2 separate regions of the Zea mays genome follow, and region 2 is linked to region 1. The links are chromatin contacts, called in public Hi-C maps. All regions are on one chromosome and are shown on one strand. Each heading gives the region's core, a stretch centred on a gene start, on an enhancer-like site or on the middle of the called end of the contact. The rest is flanking DNA. Distances are from core to core; before and after follow the strand shown.

What was found. A called contact is a pair of places that touch in the nucleus more often than the background predicts.
Region 2: a contact with region 1 is called in a Hi-C map of leaf, with 4 times the contacts expected there. The contact joins two enhancer-like sites. A contact is called at or near these places in 5 of 25 Hi-C or Micro-C datasets (bundle sheath, endosperm, leaf and 1 more).

Annotation. Positions count from the first base shown.
Region 1 is chr7:120,113,829-120,116,608 of Zm-B73-REFERENCE-NAM-5.0, forward strand. No RefSeq gene overlaps it. Among protein-coding and RNA genes, the nearest start is that of LOC100147737, 71 kb to the left of the region's middle. Within about 2 kb of position 1,258, at least 9 of the 20 cell types and tissues checked have an H3K27ac peak or open chromatin away from gene starts, as enhancers often do. A contact at or near this core is called in bundle sheath, leaf and leaf mesophyll, where this site is marked.
Region 2 is chr7:120,332,480-120,335,218 of Zm-B73-REFERENCE-NAM-5.0, forward strand. No RefSeq gene overlaps it. Among protein-coding and RNA genes, the nearest start is that of LOC100281244, 47 kb to the left of the region's middle. Within about 2 kb of position 1,347, at least 18 of the 20 cell types and tissues checked have an H3K27ac peak or open chromatin away from gene starts, as enhancers often do. A contact at or near this core is called in bundle sheath, leaf and leaf mesophyll, where this site is marked.

The DNA.
Region 1 (2,780 bases), core at 8-2,507:
TCAACATTTAAGTTATTCTAGGTAACTTTAAGTCATTACATAGTCTAGGTAGCAAAAATATTAAGTCATTTTAGAATTCCAGGTAACATTGAGTCATTCTGGAGTCTAGACATTAAGCCATCCTAGTAAACATCAAGGAAACATTAAGTCATTTTTAGTTTCCAAGCATTTTTCATGTTTTCTCGGACATTTTTTTTGTTTTTAAGTCAGTTATTTCTGTTTTTCAGTTAAACATCAAGTCATTTTTCAGGGAAACCTTAATTCATTTTTTTTTGTTTTCAGTGATTCTCCCTGTGTTTATTAGATATTGTTGGTTTTTCAGTCATTCCAGAGTCTAGACAACATTAAGTCATTCTTTGTTTTTTAATAATTTATCATATTGATCGAGTCTAGACAACATTAAATCATTCTTTGTTTTCCAGTCATTTTCCATATTGGTTCGGTCGGACGGGCGGGGTGGGTGGCCTGGTTGGCCGGCTAGCGCGGGGCGGCTCGGGCAGACATAGGGGAGCCGTGGAGGGGGGAGGGAGGGGGTGCAGCCAAGCACGCGTCGGGTGGTCCAGGTGATGAATAATAGATCTATCCTATATATTGTGTTTCTAGTGTTTTTTCTCTCACACACATAGTCACGTGGAATGTAATATATTTTTGTGTGTGTGTTTATCGTTTTTCTCTCTCACCTAGTCACGTGGGAATGTGGGAATGTGAAGGACAAAATAAAGATCTCCCCTAAGGGCTTGTTCGGTTAGCTCCCAATCCACATGGATTGAGTGGGATTGGGTGGGTTTAAATCCCAACTAAGTCAAACCATTTCTTAATTTTTTTCAATCCCATCCAATCCATGTGTAACGGGATTAACCGAACAAGGCCTAATGTGGCCCTTCAAAGGTATTTGGTCCCCTAAATAAAGTTCAATTTATATCACATCAAATTTTTAATACCACTTACGAGTATTAAATATAAGTTAACTATAAAACTAATTATATAAATAATGATTAAACGGTGAAACAAATTTATTGGGATTAATTAGTACATGATCGGTATTACTGTAACATCACATAGACGAATCATAACTAATTAGATTTAATAGATTTATTTTGTCGTTTAGTTATAATCTAGTAATTAGTTTTATAATTAAACTATATTTAATATTTCTAATTAGCATGAATTTAATATGACACAAACTAGTTAAACTAAACTAGTGTGGAAACCACACCTTACGACCCGGTAGATGTGACGCATCGAAGCCTCCCGTTTCTAACAGATTCTATTATATACGGCCTGGACTTTTCTCCACCTTTTCTTTGGATTCTTAGCACGGTGTAGACGTTTCGTCCTTGTCCACGCTTCATTATGACATCAGGTTTATGGCGTCACACACGGTACGTTAGCAGCAAGTTTCAAGATGACTTTGTATCTATAAAAAATATATATTAACATAGTTTTAATTAGATTATGGTTTTGTAGATGAGTTGGCATCTATAAAAACTGTTTCAGATTATGACCGTGCACGGCTTGCTGGAAGGGCACATGTTTCACTGCCTATTTGAGAAAGTTAATCCGTGTGCCTCAATAGCCACCACTACGAGTATTCGGTAGTGGGTCATGCCCTCAGGAATACGTGGTCAAGTCAACTGGCAGCTAGTAGTAGGTCCTTTTACAAAACAAACGATGCTCGTCGTCAAGTCGTGCAGAAGTAGCGGTCTTTTTCAGCCAACCTGTTCCACTTGGCAATTGGCACGAAGCGCTGGTACTTTCTCCGCTGATGTCAATGATATAAAAAATAGAGATAACTAGAGATAATTCACGATTAGACTCCGACGAGGTATGGTCCACGAGGTGTTAGGAGTAAATCATACAAAGTGTTGGTGTACTATTAGTGTGAGGGAAAAGATCTCCGAGTCTCTGGGGCTACGAGTCAGCAAGAGGATGGAGAAATATTTTGTCTTGGAAGGACTTATCCCCAAATAGCATCGAGCCCAAGATCAGGCAAGGCAAAGCTAGAAGGGGGGTCCGGCAAACCGTGAGGAAACCACTCGAGTGGATTTTGCACCAGGCACAGGACTGGCCCACTATAAATGATTGTTGACCACATTAACTATATTTGGCGTCGAGCCATGATAGGGAGGTCGGTCCTCCTTCCATTCATCATCTACGAGGCCATAGGTCTACGACCCACTCATGACCTACCAAGCCTGGACCTGAGTACACTAGCAATATACAGGGCCCGCAACACAACGAGCCGCACTGAGACTTAGGCTACAAAGGCTAGGAGTCAGCGTGACATAGAGAGAATAATAATGATGTTGGGGATCCTCGCAGCCCACGCGCGACCGGACTTAATGAGCCCGGTCAGGGAGCGCAGATGACCGAGGCGAATGCTGATAGACACGTTTCTACGAAGGTAGAACACTTTGTTCTACCACACTTTGTTCTACCATGGCGAAGTAACGCCTTCCCCGAGAAGCTACCTATAATCGGGCTTCGGGTTAGGGTTTAGAAGCTACATGTAACCATGGCAAAGTAATGCCTTCCCCGAGAAGTTTCACGAGAAAGGTGGTCTCTACCACACGACTAGAATGAGGCGAACGATAAAACATGCTCAGTCATTACAAGGCTCACTGAGAGCCGAATGTGCCTTGGTAATCCCGCAACCGCAGGAAGGGAAAACCTAAGATCGCACCATGGCTAAGGGGAACCATTGAAATGTCTTTCAGCAGAAGAAGATTGAATGCGGCCTCAGTGGCTACACCAAAGTCATCCTCTAGGCCCTCTAGAGC
Region 2 (2,739 bases), core at 97-2,596, 220 kb after region 1:
GGATACCGCGCCTAGCCCAAGAACTCTAACACCTGAAAATTCTCTAGTAACCCTCTAGTAAAATAACCCCATTAAATTTTTAATATCCTTGAAAGGCTTATCTTTAACATTGAAGTTCACCTCCTAAAATAAATATGTTTACTAAAAAATAATAAAAAAGATATCAATACGAATTTAGTTATTCCTTTGACAAGACATGTATTTCTAACTAATCTCGTAAGGAAATTATTTTTAAAATTCATATGTATAGAACTATTGCACCCCATTCTGAGACTTCGATTGAAGAATCTATTGTGTGTTTGAAACTCAGGAACAAATTTGAATTTGAAATTTGAAATCAGGAAATAGAAAACAAAACAGGAGAATGATAAAAAAAAAGAAAAGAAAAGAGAAGGGGATAAGGAACTGCGCTTTGGGCCCCATTTCCCTGTCGGGCCCAAAACTGTTCGCACCCACGCGGCCCATTTTACTTCACCACACCGTCACCCGCATTGGGCCACCGCCCCGCGGCCGCTCGTCCTATGCTAGCCAACGTTTAATCTCCAGTGCCGAACTGCCGATAGGTGGGCCGTCTGGATCAGTGCCCCTCATCCCACTGCCGCATACTCTCGTTAGTCTGGCGTGTGGGGCCACTCCAACAGATGCTTCTTCCCCGCGGACTCGTCGTGATGAACCGGCTGCCACGTTGAGCGCCTGGAATCCACGGTTCGCTGTTGCGATCCGGAGTCTCAGGGTATAAATCTCAGGTGGAAAGGAAGCGCTCGGAGGTGTACGCGGGATCCTATAGGTGCGCGGGTGGTTGAATCGGCGACAATTCCTCGACGAAGCTGAGGCTCTGTCGCAGGTCCGCCCTACTGCGACGCCGTGGCAACCTGCACTCGGTGAGAATCCCTACACATCTTTGCTTCGTCTTCCTATACGAGTTGCATCTCGCCGGGGACCGTTTGGTGCACCAGAGCGCCACCAACCACTCACCGGCCCTGGGTACTCGCCGCCGTGCCGCAACATCATGTGGCCAGCGTCACCCGGACAGCAATTGTAGGTAGTATTGAAGCGGTTTAGAGGGATTAGAGAGTGTATAAATCTATAATAGATAAAAACTCTCAAAATACATCTCAATCCACTCTAATTATTTTCATTACTAGAGTACCCAAACTAGCTCTAAGGAGGCCGCCTTTAAGATCGCCACTTCTCTTCACAAATCTCAGGATTAGTGGCAGGATAGGACATCGGGCACTGGATCACCGATCTCCAGTGAACCGCGCCACCGCGGGGGCCTTGCTCCGCCATGCTGGTGAGCCGGGTAGCGTGGGGATCGTTAAGGACCGTTGGATCTTAGAATTACGGCTCTGATCGGATCTGGGCGTTGGTTGACGGGGAGCCGTAGATCGGCTTGTGGACGCCTCTGATTAGCAGAAGTGTGCCGATTCTATTGAGAAAATATGGGGCATGTTTTATTCAGCTTTTTTCTGACCAGCTTTTCTGAAAATCTGGCTGTACGGAGAATCTGGCTGTGGGGAGAATTTGAGTATCATTACGATTACGTGTGGAGGAAGATAAAATTGTTCATAGGGCTCAGGATCTAGAAAGTGACGGATTCATACTACTAGTAATATACCCGTGCGTTGCGACGGCATAAATTATTGGATAAAATATTAATATACAACGATTATATAAACACAGAGAACACATACATTTTTTTTGCTAACATCCAACCAAGTGCCTCTTGAAGGCAAATGTTCTGGCATCGTCCATCTCCTGTATTGCGTTGTGGTGGTGTCCCTGTTAGGTTCTCCAAGAAGTGGCAGAAGCTCTAAATGAAATATGAATTAGAAGCTAGTTAACTGACTACATAGCACAATTTAAGTAAGAAGAGACTCACACAATTTGTTTATGCCAGATCAAAGATCTTGACCCTACATGAGTAGAGTATGCGTCCAAAACATTAAATCTTCAGGCATTAGTCCAAAGCCGATCTGGTTTGTTAATCCAAAAATAAAGTTTTAGGAACCAATAACAAAACATATGGCACACAAACATCAGTTAAGAATATAAGAAACGAAACTTGAGCATAGAGCAGGGGACATGGACAGGTAACTCCTTCGAGAAAAAAAACAATTTAGAACATAAATTTGTGCATCTAAAAGAATTTCACAACAACTTTGGCTTGCAAATAAAGAATATTAAAAATATATGAATTTCGTATCAATTTCACAAATTTTAGACATGTGTCCATCAAGCATGGATTTCATCAATGAAAAATCTATAGTAGTTCAAGGAAACATGCGGTGGCATCCTAGCATATCTAATTATATTGATTTCTATAACATTTTGGATATATTGATTTCTATAACATTTTGGTATATCCATGGCCATGGTGAGAGGCTACGTGCATGCAAAATATTGACAACAATTGTGCTTGCTAACAAAAAAATAGGAAACAAATGTAAATTTCCATCACAATCTAATTAAAAAAACAACGTCTAAGAAAGATTAGGTGGTCAAGAAGTATTACGTGGAAGTAATCGGTGTCTTACCATTCTTTCATGAGTACATAAATTATTTTGAACCTGTAAAAGCAATAAAAATGTATTTGCTACCGTTTTTATATACCATATGAGTACATTATGCAACTAAGATTCAAACCTTGACTTATGCATAATATTACTTTATTTTTGCATAAAGTGGGGAAAGTGACGTAAAACAACCGTGGGCTTTGGAAATAAAATTAATAAGACC